2 separate regions of the Ovis aries genome follow, and region 2 is linked to region 1. The links are chromatin contacts, called in public Hi-C maps. All regions are on one chromosome and are shown on one strand. The core of a region is the stretch at or near the end of the contact, and the rest is flanking DNA. Distances in the headings are between cores, read along the strand shown. Region 1 has its middle 100 kb from the start of SLC12A2. Region 2 has its middle 66 kb from the start of PRRC1.

The links. Hi-C and Micro-C count contacts between places; a contact is called where the count stands out from the background.
Region 2: a contact with region 1 is called in a Hi-C map of liver, with 5 times the contacts expected there. The contact joins two enhancer-like sites. A contact is called at or near these places in 6 of 16 Hi-C or Micro-C datasets (hypothalamus, liver, muscle and 2 more).

Annotation. Positions count from the first base shown.
Region 1 is chr5:23,526,474-23,534,414 of ARS-UI_Ramb_v3.0, forward strand. It overlaps the pseudogene LOC114115067. Among named protein-coding and RNA genes, the nearest start is that of SLC12A2, 100 kb to the right of the region's middle. Within about 2 kb of position 5,143, at least 8 of the 54 cell types and tissues checked have an H3K27ac peak or open chromatin away from gene starts, as enhancers often do. A contact at or near this core is called in liver, where this site is marked.
Region 2 is chr5:24,139,618-24,147,558 of ARS-UI_Ramb_v3.0, forward strand. No RefSeq gene overlaps it. Among named protein-coding and RNA genes, the nearest start is that of PRRC1, 66 kb to the right of the region's middle. Within about 2 kb of position 5,269, at least 8 of the 54 cell types and tissues checked have an H3K27ac peak or open chromatin away from gene starts, as enhancers often do. A contact at or near this core is called in liver, where this site is marked.

The DNA.
Region 1 (7,941 bases), core at 3,893-6,392:
CATGGAGTCATTAGAAAATGCTTTTAGTTGTAAGAGCAGAGGATGTTAATGAATGAGAAATTTCCTAACACCTCCCTACTACAAATTACTATAAAACAGATTACAGCCCTCCACCTCCATCACTACCACTCCTCCTTCAGTTGAGTCACAAGGAAACTTGCATTCCAGTTGAGAACTGTGCCCTTAACAGGCGATTTGATGACTAAAACAGAGTACTGCTGGCACTGACTATTCACTCTCCATCACTGTCTATCATGCACAGATGAATAAGAATGAAAAAGAAATGCATTTATCTTTTAAGTGGAGCTATTTGAATTTGACTCAGTTTGGAGAAAGATGGAGAATTTTGTAACCATTCTTCCTTTTAAGTTGACACTATTAATGTGCACAATTATGTTTGTCAGCACCCTACTGAAATGTGAAAATGTGGTTGAAACAATTTTTAAATAAAAACATAGTGACCTACAGCGGAGAGCAATTACAAAAAAATTTTTCAGCACTCACGCCAAGTAATGGACCTTCCTCACTGGCCCTAACTGAGTGTTTAGATACATGCCAAGTACAGCACACACTCTACTTTCCTTTGCTTCAACTCTCATTATAATTATGTTTATTTTAAAAATCAATGCCAAATTGGCCTCCTTAGATGTTGGCCTTGCAGTTTAAAGAGTTTGTATAGTTCCTAAGATAGTGTAAATTATCTACCACAAATATCCCAAACCATTTGGTGGCGGGCAGAGGTGTGAGGTTTTACTTGTTTAGAATTATGACTTTAAAAAAAGTTTCTGTGGTTTTCCCTTAGAGTAGGCACTAGAATTTAGTCTCTTGGTTTTTAACTCAGTCATGACCCATTCTCTGAGACCCTGCTTCTATGTCATTGTTTGGGGCAATATTTCTTTGTCCTGCACATGCTTCTCGCAGGCTCATCAGGACAGTACATCTGTGAAGCCCAGTGAGCTTCTCAGGACAACACTATATGAAGGGGGTTGAACTAGGGATCAGAAGACCTGCGTTCTGTTCCAGATATGCCCCTTACGAAGTCAAAGCCTGGGTCATGTAGCCTCTCAAGCCTCAAGTTTCTTCACCTTTAAGATGTAGCTGAAAATACCCACTTTCACACCGTCTATGGGGTCGCACAGAGTCGGACACGACTGAAGTGACTTAGCAGCAGCAGTAGCAGCAAGGTGAGCAAGGATCAAATAAGACCATGTGATAGCTTTGTAAACACTAAGATATATTTCTAAATCTCAGTCTTTGGGGAAGCCAGTTATGGTGTAGTCTAGAGAAAAATATTGGTTAGCACTCTTTCAGTTCCAAGTACTTAAAGTATAAGCAGGATTATTAACAAAAATATATTGGCTCAGTAGGCAAAAATGTACTGAATTTCAAATACACGCATACTTTGTCATACTGTGCTCCACCTCATTGCACTTCGCAGATTCTGGACAAATTGAAGGTTTATGGCAACACTGAATTGAGCAAGTCTATTGGTGCCATTTTTCTAACAGCATTTGCTCACTTTGGGACTCTGTGCTATAATTTGGTAACTTGCAATATTTCAAATTTTTCATTATTATTATTATATCGGATAAGGGACTTGTATCTGATATATATAAACACTCTTTTTTGTTGTTCAGCCACTAAGTTGTGCCTGACTCTGTGACCCCGTGGACTGCAGCATGTCAGACCCCTCTGTCCTCCACTGTCTCCTGGAGTTTGCTCAAATTCATGTCCATTGAATTAGTGATGTGATAAACACTCCTACAACTCAATAATAAAAAGACAAATATCTTGATTTAAAAATGGGCAAAGGATCTAAGCAGATATTTCTCCAAGAAAGTGACCAATAAACACAAGGAAAGATGCTTGACATCATTATTCACCAGAGAAACGCAAATCAAAACCACAATAAGATATTTCTTCACACCCACTAGTATGGCTAGAATTTAAATATCAAATAATAGTAACTGTCGGCAAAGAAATGAGAACACTCACTGCTGGTGAGAATGTAAAGCAGTGTGGCCACTTTGGAAAACAGTTTGGCAGTTATTCAATTAAACAGAGTTATCATATGATCCAGAAGTTCCACCCCATGATATATATATTCAAAATAAATAAAGGCATACATCTACCTCAAACATGTACATGAATTTTATAGAAGTGTAGTTAATAATAAGCAAAAGTGAGAACAACTCAAATGTCTATCAGCGTGGTTTTTGTGTACAATGGAATATTGTTTCACCATAGAAAGAAATAATACATGCCATAATATGAATTAACCTTGAAAACATTAGGCTGAGTGAGAAGACACAGAATGCCATGTATTAATTATATGATCCCATATATATGAAATAACCAGAATAGGCATTTCTGTAGAGACAGAAAGATGGTTGCTAAGCATGTTTGCTTAGGACTGGAGAGAAGGGGAGAAAGGGGAGTGATAACTAAAGGGGATAGGGTTTCTTTCTGAGGTGATGAGAATATCCTAAAATTGACTCGGGTGATGGCTGTACATATCTCTCAGTGTACACTGAATTATATACTCTAAATGGGTGAATTTATGGTATTTGAATTATGTCTCATTGTAGCTGTTTAAACAAAAATAGTAGCTAGGGTCCAGACCCACTGTCACCCATTCACAGCTCTTTCTCCACCTGTCGGCTTCCTTTCTTGGCAGCAGAAATGATGACCAGTGGCTCCCAGCTAGGCTTTTGCCACTTCCTTTCCCAGTTCAGTCTGCCATAACAAAACGCCATGGGCTGGGTGGCTTAAACACAAAAATTTATTTCTCATGGTTCTAGAAGTTGGGAAGTCAAAGAGAAAAGCTTCGACAGACAGGATTCAGTTCCAAGCAAGGACTCTCTCCCTAACTTACAGATGGTCACTTCCTTCCAGGGTCCTCCCATGGCCTTTCCTTGGTGTGTGCATATGTTGGGGGTTTGGAGAAGAACACATTCTGATGTCTCTTCCTCTTCTCATAAGGACTCCAATCCTACAAGATTTGAGGTCCATCTCCTTTAAACTTAGTTACATTCCAAAAGGCCCAATCTCCAAACACATTAGAAGTTAGCACTTCATCATATGAAATTTGGGGGAGGCATAGGCATCCAGTCCATAAAAACTCCTTTTTTAAGCGCAGGTGAAAAGCACACTTTTTCCCCAAGGGGTTAGCAAACCCTATGGCTGCCTATCCTTGGCCCAATTTCAACCATAAGCTTGTTTTTGTAACTAACACTTTGATTAGGTAGGCCAGAGTCAGGCGTCCAACCCAAAAGCCTCAGGTGGGTTAGTCCCACCAAAACAAGATAAGAAGGAAATTATAAACTTTTATCAAAGAAAAGGGGCAGAGTGAGGCCAAATGCTAATGCCTACTCCACAGTGCAAGGCTACAAGCCAGGGAGCCTGCATGCCAGGCTTGGGTGGTGCAGAGACCACTTGTGTGAGCAAGAGTAAATCATTAAACCCCTCTATGGCCTTAACATCACCAGACCAGAGCACTGAAGACAAGGGGAGACAAGACATGAAAGCCCTTAATGATCAGAACCTTCAGAACTGGAGGGCTAGGAGGGAACTTGGTGATCCTCTTATTTGATACACTAAAAAAGAAAAAAAAAAAAAGATCTACTCTAAAAGAAGACAGCCTGCTATGAGAACCAAAATGACTTTCACATCACTAGACTTGAGAAAGAAATTTATTTGCTAATTGTAATAACTTTAAGCATACCACTTCATCTTCCTCAGTCTCATTTTATAAGTTAACTCTCAGTAATACTAATACTATTAATAACAGATGTATTAGTTAACTATGGGCTTCCTTGTTGGCTCAGATGGTAAAGAATACACCTGCAAGCGGGAGACCTGGGTTTGATCCCTGAGTTGAGAATATGCCCTGGAGGAGGGCACGGCAACTCACTCCAGTATTCTTGCCTGGAGACTCCTCATGGACAGAGGAGCCTGGTGGGCTACAGTCCACGGGGTTGCAAAGAGTGGGACATGACTGAGTGAGTAAGCACAGACAGCACAGCACAATTAACTAGTCAGGGAGAATTCCTTCACAGTGTTTATTATATCATCACAATCTAGTACACTTGAAATATCTTGCAATTTTAGTTGTCAATTATACATCAGTAAAACAAATTTTAAAAAATTTGATAACTATTCTTGAGACTAAATGTGCAAATGTAGCACACTTTACAAAAGCCAAAAGTGACATACTCAGATGTGAAGTTATTGGATTTGAAACATAAGGAAATTTCTGTGGAATGTAACATCTCTAGGGAGAGGAAATTGAATATAAAATTTTATCTTTTTGTAGGTGGTCTCATTACTGCAAAGCTCTGGACTTAGCTCTGGACAAAGTTCTTGGACAAACCCCCCGCCTCCCCCATTATACCAGTTTGAGACCCTGGACCTCTAATAACTTGTTTCCTCTTCTATAAAAAAGGGATGACAGTGCTAACATTGGTAGCACATATACTAAAACTGGACCAAAGCAGAGGTTAGCATGGCCCCTGTGCAAGGATGTCAGGAAAACACATTCTTTTATTTGGAAAATAGATAAGCAACAAGGATATATTGTACAGCACAGGGAATTGTAGCCATTATCTTGGAATAACTTTTAATGGGAGTATAATCTGTAAAAATACTTAATTACAACGCTGTACACCTGAAACTAAAATTGTAAATCAACTATACTTCAATTATAAAAGTGGGAATGGTAATTCCTACTTGAGATACTCTAAGATTAACTAAGGACATAAAATGCCTTAAATCTAGTGGGTATTTAGATGTCTCGGCGACTCCTTTCTCTCATCTATGTGACAAGAGCAGCGTTGGAGTATCCTGCAATAACTCTACCCCAAATTGTTTCCCAGGCAGTTCAATTACTCCGCCAGAGTCCACGTTAGTCTAAGAAAAACAAAGTTTTCTATTCTGAGGGAGAAAAAAATGTGCTTTAAAAATTAAAAAAAAAAAAAAAAAAAAAAGAGCATCATCTCCGCTCCTGAGGGCAAGATCCAAGACTTCTTCCCTTCTCTAAAGAGAATGAAGTAAACATTTAAGTCACAGCCGTCATTGTCGGCAGGAGCCACACGAGGGAGCCTCTGTCAGGGAAAACACATTCTACAGTTTCACACACCCTCTAGCGGGCAAGGCACGCACCGCTCAAATATAACTTCCGCCTTGGGGATAGGTGCTCGCTGCCTTGTGAGACAGGGTCTCCAAGTGAGACGAGTTAGGCACCAATTGCCCAGGGGGGCGGGGTCTCCACGTGAGGGAGAGGCGCGCGTTGCCTTCTGGGGCGGGGTCTCCACGTGAGGGAGAGGCGCGCGTTGCCTTCTGGGGCGGGGTCTCCACGTGAGGGAGAGGCGCGCGTTGCCTTCTGGGGCGGGGTCTCCACGTGAGGGAGAGGTGCGCGTTGCCTGGTGGGAGGGGGTTGCTTCGCGGCTAGGGGTGATCCACCTTGCTTCGCCCCTGAACACCAGAGAGCTGACGAGATCCTAGCCAGTTTTCGGTTCTCTCTAATTGGAGTTTGATAACACTGAAGTCAAAATAAGGATGGAAGATCTTTTTAAAACTATTAATAGAAAATACGTTCAAGTTACATTATTTTTTTTCCCAAGACACTCCCCACCAAATAATGGTGAAGTTGGAGCGCTGCCAAAAGGTAAGACCTGTCACGATGACAGTTGTATTGCCTGGACCAGAGGGGACCAGAAGAGAGGAAGGATGGAACAAGGAGAGGAAGGCAGGCGGGCAGAGTCAAGGTTTCTTCAGTTGGTTTGCACCTGAGTTTGGTGTGACCCAGGTTAAGCAGAAAAATCCCCTTCATTTAGGATCCTGGGATTATGTCAGCCCTCTGTTTTACGTCTTAGAAAAGAACCTCTGGAAAGACTACAGGTTTAACAACAAATGAGGATCTGCTTCCATTTGTGTATTTTGGGACACAGTTTTCTCAAAACAGCGGGCACCTGTGGGACCGAAATGTTCAGTAATCCTCAAAGAACAAAAGCCACCGGGAAACGTTTAAAGGGCAGTTAAGATAACAGCCGGTGTCTGGGCTTGGCCAAGGAGGTGACCGATTTCTTAAGCAAATACTTTGGCACCTAACTAAACACTGGCACCTTTTGCTTCTCAACTTGAGCTTTTCACCCCAACCCTATCACCCTCAATCAGGGTGGGCTGGAGCCCAGGGCTGCCCCTACCACGCTGACCCCCAAACTGGCTTCTCACACAGAGTTTGGGAGTTATATCACCTGGGATTGACATTTTAAAAATACTTTTAAGGAGGGTGCCTTTGCCCAGCTCCCCAGCCACAAGCATCCTCCCTTGCTGTTCTCTGCTTCCTCCCCTTGTTCATGAGTCTTCTTATTTATATTTGTTGTTGTTTAGTTGTTAAGTCATGTCCAACTCTTTTGTGCACCATGGACTGTAGCCTTCCAGGCTTCTCTGTCCTTGGGATTTCCCAGGTAAGAATACTGCAGTGGGTTCCCATTTCCTTCTCCAAGGGTACATTCCTGACTCAGGGATGGAACCTATGTCTGCTGCATTGCAGGTGAGTTCTTTACTGCTGAGCCATCAGGGAAGCCAAAGTATTATAGATATAATAACCAATAACCACTTATTAAATGACCCCTTCTTCAAATAATTATATCCTAGTGATTAGCATGAAGGAGACCAAGTTACTGACATGAAAGAGTGGTTATTGTAGGTTTGGCCTCAAGAATTTAAACATATAAGAAACATCTTATGCATATCATTACTATGTAGTTGTTACCAGTAGTTGTAGTTGTTACTGCTAAACCAAATCACCATTTCAGAAAGCTCTGGTCCTAACAAAGTTCTGTGCCTATAACTTCATCCATTCTCCTGTTGTCAGCAGACTTCCCCTTTATATAATTTTTTCATTAATTATTTCGTTCAAAAATCCTGTATTAAAACCTTCTATCTGCTCACAACTAAGATAAGCCACTGGAGATAACAAACTGATTACATCAGGTACTCAATCTAATTGAGAAATCAAATATATAACAATGCCATGGGCCAAGAAAAAAGATGGAATGGCTGCAGTGGTTTGGCAATGGGATGTCAGAGGAGTTTCACAAAGAAGCTGTCTTTTAAGCTGTGTTATAAAGGGCAAAATTTTTCCAGTTGGGAAGAATCATCTGTAATGTTTACATAATGTTTTCTCATTCATAAAGTTTGTATAAGAGCATGGGTTTGGGAGATACTTGGTCTTTAGATACTTGACAAGATAAGGCATTGATGGCAGATGCTTTTTCACAATGATGAACAAATTTGTTAATTTTTTAAATATTTCAGCACTCTCATTTAGTTCCAAAATGTACTGATACCATAGTATCAGTGCATAAGTCAGAATGAAGTAAAGTGGGAGAGAGAAAGGATGTGAAAATCCCTAAAACTTAGAATACCCACCATATATTCCTAATAGTACTTCACCTATCAGTCAAGGTTAAATGGAAAACAAATTACATGGTCCATAGGGTTCATAAGATAAAAAACAAATCAGTTCTCTTGCTCATCATTCACTTCATTTAATCAGACATTCAGCATCTTCAGTTCAGTTCAGTCGCTCAGTTGTCTCCGACTCTTTGTGACCCCATGAATCGCAGCATGCCAGGCCTCCCTGTCCATCACCAACTCCCGGAGTTCACTCAAACTCATGTCCATCGAGTCGGTGATGCCATCTAGCCATCTCATCCTCTGTCGTCCCCTTCTCCTCCTTCCCCTAATCCCTCCCAGCATCAGAGTCTTTTCCAATGAGTCAGCTCTTCGCATGAGGTGGCCACAGTATTGGAGTTTCAGCTTCAGCATCAGTCCCTCCAGTGAACACCCAGGACTGATCTCCTTTAGGATTGACTGGTTGCATCTCCTTGCAGTCCAAGGGACTCTCAAGAGTCTTCTCCAACACCACAGTTCAAA
Region 2 (7,941 bases), core at 4,019-6,518, 610 kb after region 1:
TGAACAGAGGGTGAACACTGACAGGTCAAGAAAGGAAAGGGGGTCGGTGAGAGTATAAAAAAAGGAGGGAGAGGGAAAAACTGACATGAGAGAAAGGAAGGGGGAACTGTCCAAACTGTGGGCAGAGCCGCTGCTGGGAGGTGCCCCGGCCCCCGGGTCCTGGCTCCGTCATGCACCGGGGAGGAGCCCACCCCCTGCGCCCACCCTGCTGACGGCTGCTTGGAGCTCAGTGACATTTCCTCCTCAGCTGCTCCACATCCAGGCGGAGAGACCAGAGGCCTGGCTTTTTCATTTATCTCAACCTAATGACAAGATCCTTCCTGGACACTTGTTTTTACTATCTGAAGTGTGTTTCTTTTATCACCTTCCCGTCACAGGAAGAGTCCTAATGGAGTTCGAATAGCAGAGGGAGCGGAGAGCTCCACAGAGGGCAGGCCAACCAAACAAAGGACAGAGGAGCCTTTGTCTCTCCAGGTTGTCAGGGAACAAAGAAAGGACAAATGTGCAGAATGGGGCTAGAAACGCTGAGACGCTTTTCTTTAAGGTCCCCACTAAAAAAGGCGGACATTTCACCAGGCTTAGGGGTGCAGCCTGTGGGCAAGCAAAATCTGTTGTCTGTGCAGCTTGTCTAGCCAACTTGGAGACAGCCTCCCTGGACCTTCCCGCACTGTGGTCAAAGCGGCCAAGTGGCCACCTAGCACAGGAGAGTCCTGATGCTCAAAAGGACCCTATTTTCCTCCCTGCTTAAACTTGCCAACGTTCACTTATCCAAAAAACTCATTGTTCTGGGACCCGTGGAAATGTTGTTGAGCTTTGGGGATGGTTAAGTCGGAGCTTTCACTTGTGACACCTGAAGGAACCATGCAGACAACTAGGAACTTGACACCAAGCTGACAGGACCAGGTCAACTTCATCTTAACAGAAATCTTTAAAAACAAAACAACTACACAGCAGAAAAAATATAGCTGTTGGTGTTTCCTGGTAGACCACCCGTGACTGACAAACAGGAAATAACTAAAAGGAAACCAGATTCGGAGAAAGAAAATTTGGATGTGTGTGAAATTTAGGAAACCTTTACAGTGAGCTGTTTAGGTTCCTGCCCACCAAATTCTTCCTCTGTCAGTCTTCCCCTCCCACCTCCTTGCCTCCATGTCTTTCCAGACTGACAGTCTACCAGGGAGCATTTGGAAGCAATGCTTCTTGCTGAAGGACCCACTTTAACCAAGCCCCAGCTGCAGGTCAGCCTTTTAAAAGAGCCCCGTGTGTATAAATTAAAGCGTATTGGCCATCGTGCCCTTTTCCTGGAAAGGAAATCACGTCTACTTATGTATATCTGTAAATCAAAACCTACTTGTCTGTGTCGTACTTGTGACTATGCCAAAACAAAACCTAGGCTGGCCTGGCTTGGAGGAGGGCTGAGCACACAAAGAGATCTATTCACGCCTTTCGGACATCAAGAGAATAATACAGTCCAGCTAAGGTCAACAAAATGATCATAGCCAGATTTCAAAGGTTAGATTTTAAAGGTACAGTTCACAACTGCTTCTAAGAAAAAAAGAAAACTTTTTTTTTCTTCTGTAAGAGAAACACACAGAGATAAGACACAAGCATAGGAGGAACCGTCTGATGGCTGGTGGTCATGTCTCTTTAAGAAGTGCCATTGGTGTTATATAGTGAACTGGCTGTAAGGTCTAATTTTTAAAGAGCACCCTATACTATGGTATTTACTCACAGGATGCACTGTAGGAAACTGCCTGAAATGTCCACAGATATCATCACTATTTAAAGACACAGATTTCTTCCATGTCTTGGCAGGTAGAATCTTCAGGGAAGGTTTTCTCCCTTTCTTTCTTAACTTCTCTCCTTCCTTCTCTCTTTCCTCTCTTTCCCTATTTTTTTCCTCCTTCCTACCTGCTTTCAAAAAGAAAAAAAAAAAAAAAACAGGAAGGAGAAAGATAGTAATATTTATTGAGCACTTCTTTGCTACAAGTGTTTCCATGTATATTCAGCAAACATCAGGATGCAATCACTTGGCTTAAACTGAAAAAACCTGTCTTGCTTCCCTTGAGTTCACTTCAGTGGACATTTTTTTTGTTTGTTTTTGGAAAGCAATTTATTAAGTGCACCATTTTAAGATGTCAAAATCTCATCAATGGCTTATGCCTAATCTTCGAAATTGCTGCTCTCCCCTGTGATTTGCAGAGCGTACCTTTTCTGTTTTTGATGTAAAGACACACAACACAAATATACACAGATATGCACAGACACATGTTCCTTTGCTTTATTCCGTAAGGTGTGTGCTGTTTTCTTGGCTGTGGGTTCTCTCTCCCTCGTAGGACTTAATCAGCCTCTGGGAAGAACGTGTGGCGTAAGCAGCCTTGACAAAAGAAGCCTGTCTGTCCTTCCGAATAACTGACTCTGACTTTCCCCAGCCTTCCCGTCCTCTGCCCGTACCTTGCCTCACCCTCGGTCAGCTTTCCCTGGCTCAGCGCCTACAAGTCCACGTGCTCCATCTTACATGGGGTGGAGCCAAGCGTGGAAGGAAGGATCTCTGATCTTCTGTAATTTTCCAGAGAAATACCTATTATTCCTTCCGATTAGACATCTATGGAATGAGACAGTTACTCACATGGAAACAGGTTGTGTTTATTTAAAGGATTATGTGGAATCATGAGAGATGAATAGACAGTGTCCCTTGTAGGCACCCACGTTCACCTTGCCTCCCCGCCTGCACTCGGCCGTGCCACTGAACACCTTCCTGAGCTGCCTCCCTGCAGATGAGGTCTGAGACCGCTTCTCAGACTCTCTTCGGCAAAGGGGAGAGAGTGGTCTGCAGCCTTTCCCAGGAGTTTCCTTCACTCTTCTCCAAACGTTTTTCCATTCTGTGAATTCTTTCCTTTACTGCCACTTCATCAGACTTTCTCTCTAGAAGGAATGAGATTAACCTTCAAATATTCTTTGGGCCAAATAAATGTTAAAATGAAGAACTTTTCCAATTTCTCACAGTGGCATCTAAGCTGTACCTGGAGAAGTTCAGTTTCTCCTGGGTTGCATCAGAGCCTCGAGTTTGACAAGTGTGGTCCCTTGACCTTCTAATGATAACAACCCACACCTGTTGAGCTCTTTGCTTCCTTAATCTCCACAAAAAGTAGCAGGAAGAGACTATTTATTCCTCATCTTATGACACAGACACAGAGGCTGAGCAGAGTGCCAGCCGTGACTCTCTGATTGAAAATCCCAACCTTTCCCCAAGCACCTTTTCGCTTGTGTCAAGGATGCGCTGGAGGATGGGCCCACACCTTTGATGAGACCCCCAGTGCATCCGCCATATGCTCCAGGAGCCTTGTTTCCAGTGGAGATGATGGTAGCAATAATCGCCCTGCTTATACAGAACTTTCTCTCTGTGCTCTTCTGTGTATTAGTTCATTCCACAGGGAGGAGGCTGAGGTTCAAGGTCATGTGGTTGAAGCACAGGGGCTTTGTGCAAATGAAAAGGACTTTCTTGTCCTCAAGAACATTTCTTCCATTTTCCCAGATCTCATGTGGTAGATGAGTTTAGGAGCCTCTGAGAAAGAAGGTAAAGCATGTCGTATCCTAAGTATGTTGGCCATGGAACCCTTGGAATGGCCAGAAGCACAGGGCTGGATACCTGGGAGATGCTGGTCTTGGTGACCTGATTTTAATTATATTTCCAGGGCATGCATACAGATTCACTGATCAGGATTTTTTTTTTTTAATTCTAGAACAAAGCAGTAAATCTGCACACATGGGGTAGCTGAGGATACCTGAGGAGTGATGACAGGGCTGAGAGAATCGGAAGGAGGTGAAGGTGGAGATGCACGCAGGTAAGTGATTTAAGCTCTTGCAGCCTTGAGTTTCTCATCTACAAAATAGTTGTGATGCCTTTGTTGAAGTGTCTTAAGGGTCAGAGCAGAGAATGCCAGTCGGTACGGGGTATGTATGTGGTCAATGGTGGCTGTTATTTATTCTCCTGTGACATCTTATAATGAGTACTGTCATCTTGGGTAAGTTTTTAAAATAAGTGTAAGCCCCATTTCTTCTTCTATAAGGCTGAAACAAATGTCATTAAGGCTGAACTGGTATAAGGCCTCAGTGGCTTCTCGGTATGTGACCGAACATGACCTCCAGCCAGCCCTGCCTTCACACAGGGTGACCCCCCACAACCCACTTGCCTCAGTCCTGGAGAATATGTAGATTTCCCAAGGGCATGGAAGCCTCTCGGTTCTTCACCTTTTTTCTACATTCTACTTGGTCTAATTCCTTTACCCTGGGTTCATTAAGCTCATCCATCAAGCCTCACAGTCTGGTGAGGATCTGATGGTTTAATTTCCATTTTTAGAGTGCACAGCACAAAGCACGCTGTGATTGAAGGTCCTGCCTGACAGCACTCAGAAAACGCATGGCAACTGCTGTCACAGGGCCCCTAATGCACTTGCTCCCACAGCCTGAGTTTCGTGACCTCTCACCAGGTGCCAATTATAGCTGACCTGATACTGGGTCTGCCTGGGGTAGGCAGAGTCCCTGTAGTTCTACTCAGTACAGAGTACCTGTCAACATGCCACAGAATCAAATAGCTCCGTGGTGAATACTCACTTTCCCTTTTTTTTGTTTGAAGCACAAGATTATGGATTAGGAAACACACAGCAGATAAGGGAGGATCAGCCCAGTTTTGCTTGTACAAACATCAGCCAGGTCTTGGCACAGGGGATCGGGCTTCTGCGCAAAGCAGTGGACACTGGACAGTTGGCACATTCTTTGTGGTTCTGTTTCTGTGCAATCCCATGCAGGGTTACAGCCTCTGAGCAGTTTATCTTAATTTTCAACAGAACATAACAAGTAGGTCTTATGGAAAAACTATATGCATCGGGGTATAATTTTATCTTGCAGTTATGCTGTCTGGGGTGGACATTCCGCCCATACCAACCATTTTCACCCCTTTGCAGAATCAAAAATTCAATCATGTGCAAAGTTCATATCAGGTTTTACACACAAACCAACGCATGATACGAGCCAGAAAAGCGGCAGCAAAGATGATGCAGTCACGTAACTCCGTGTCTCCAACTCACTGATCGATTCCAGAATCAAAGTGAGCGTATTTGTTTTACTCAGTAGCAGAAATGGAGTTAATAAGGAGGAAGTAGTGGGGAAGTTACCTTATTGCAATCCATATCGGTGAGATTTTGCTATAAGTTTATGGGCGGTCATGTCTGGACATTTTACGTTCAACTGGTGCCCTCTAGTGACGGGGGAGCAGCCTCTGGCTATGTGTTGTCTCATTTGAAAGTCAAAGAATTCCACTCTTGGTAAGGTATCCTTAGCCAGATTTACAGGGAAGAGAGAAAGGAGAAGCTAGGAAGCAAGGTGCTTGGGAGGCAAGTCCCAGCAGCCATCTGTGGTTCACAAAATAGGGGTCTTACATGCCTGGAGATAACACGATTCTTCCATAGGTGAGGACATTCTTTAATCAGGTATCTCTGAGAACTTCCCTAATATGGGACCTGAGTTTTTCCAGGATGCCTCTGATGATTCTGGTACGATCCCAAAATTACACAATTCCTCTTGGCTCTGAAACTGGAGTAATGAGGGCAGGACACAAATATTCCACAGTCCATAGCCAGAACAGAACATGGACCTCTCGTGAGCTGAAATCCTTTAGAGCCAGTGAGGCCCATAAATACATCCTACATATGTATTCACTGCCAGAAGCCCTTCTTGCTGTCACAACAGATTCTTGGCCTGGAAAACCATCTTGAGGGATAGTACTAACATAATCTGGAGGCAGACGACACTTTTTCTGAGCTGGCATTATCACCCAGCTGTGAGACATCTTGCTTTCATCTGTCCTGGACACCACTGCCTTAATCCAGGTCCTGATCTGTTCCCACTGAAACTGCTTTTATACCTTCCAAGTTGGCTTCTCTCTCCCTTGCTAATTAATACGTATTTTACACTGCTACTAGCTGTTTCTGTAAAAATATACATATATATATGTATGTATTATACACATATGTTTATTATCTGGTGATCTTATGGGAAAATACAATAACATAAAACGACCACAGCCCACTTCTCCAGCCCCTTCTTCCATTTCCCCTGCCACAGGGCATGCTGTCCTTCACTCTACACACCACATGCTCATGTTCTTGCTTTGCCCTCTATGTAGAACACTCTACTCCCTGGCCGCCCGTCCTGACCTGTGTCATCTCCCTTAGGAAGCCTCCCCCACATCTGCTTTGACGGAAGTGCTGCTCCTGGAGTCTTGGTATCACTTGTTTATGCCTTTGTCTCTGCTTTGACCTCCCCTGGAACAAAACTCGAGGCTTATTCTTTGATTTCATTTTTTAAAATATTTTTTCTTTTATACTATATAGTACTCTACACAAAAATTTGCCAAGACTAGAGTGATAACCTAAATGCATGTTTATATTTTTATTGGGATGTAATTGACAAATAGCACTAGTTTCCAATACATTACATAATGACTGGGTATGTGTATATCTTGCAAAGTAATCAAAATAAGTCTAGTTAAATCTCTGTAAACAATTTTCACATATACAAGCACATGGTTATGTAATATATGTATTGGGTTGGCCAAGAGTTTTGTTCAGGTTTTTCCTTAACACCTTACAGAAAAACCCAAACAAATTTTTTTGCCAACCCAGTATGTTACATATATATAAGTATACAATTAAGAACTACAGCAATCTGTCATACATTCTATTCTCAAGGCTCATTTTATAGCAGGCAGTTTGTATATTTTGATAACCTTGACCTATTTCACCCACTTCCCCACCGACCAACCTGTTTTCTGTATCTATGAATTCTTTTCTTCTTTTTAAAGATTCCACATATAAGTGAAATGATATGGTATTTGTCTTTCTCTGACTTTATCACTTGGCATAATCAGGAGCATTTATTTCATATTCCCCCAAAGTTGCCTGGCATACAGCAGCATGCACACGAGACAGATCCAACTTTATACAACTTTGAAAGTCAGCCTCATTTTATCTATACCTCTCTGGTTACAATGGAAAGAACATGAAATTCAGCCCCGACAGGACAGGGTTCAAGTCTTCCTGCCACTTCTTACTAGCTGTGTGGCCTTAAGCAAGTAATGAACCTCACTTACAGGATGGAGATAATTGTGCTTTCCATGCAAGTGAATGCTAAATTAGGTAATGCGTGTGCGCTTAGGAGACCTGGAAATAGGCACTCATCGGGCGAAACTTACCCTGTTACGTAGTATACATGTGTATATGATTAAGTGGACTTGTTCTTCCTGCGACAGCCGAAACTCAGAAAACCTACTTAACTGTCTCTCCGATTTCATACTGAACATTTCTATCCTTTCCACGGTGAGTCCATGCACATTTTCACTCGAACTTGAATTTGGCAGACTGTCTTTTTTTTATAATATATACTAATGGAAGCTTGTTCAAGGGGACGTTATTACTTCATGGAAATATTTATCTACCATTCCTTAGTCTCACACTAAGAAGCAGGGAAAGGTATGTTGTTACTACTAGGCAGTTTAATCATTTTTCTCTCTCTCTCACCTCCTATATATCCAGTAGGGCCAAGTCAGCTGAAAAAACAAAATCATATAAGCAAACCTCTACTTCATCATCTTGTCTCAGAAACTCCTGCTGGCAACACACATTTCACATACCCGAAGTGGGGTGTTCTGAAAGAGACAGACAGACTCCAGGTCCCTAATTTACTGCCCTCTTTTTCATAGCATCAGATTCCTAAAACCTTGCCTGGGTGGCTGGCTGTCTCACTGTCAGGAGGCTGAAGCAAGGAATGGGGGGCGTGCAGGAAGGAGACATTAATGCCAGGTACTAATGCCAGGTTCCTGCTGACAAGAACACTTGACGACACCCTTTTAAAGCATTAGATAGAGGCAAAGAAACAGGGGAA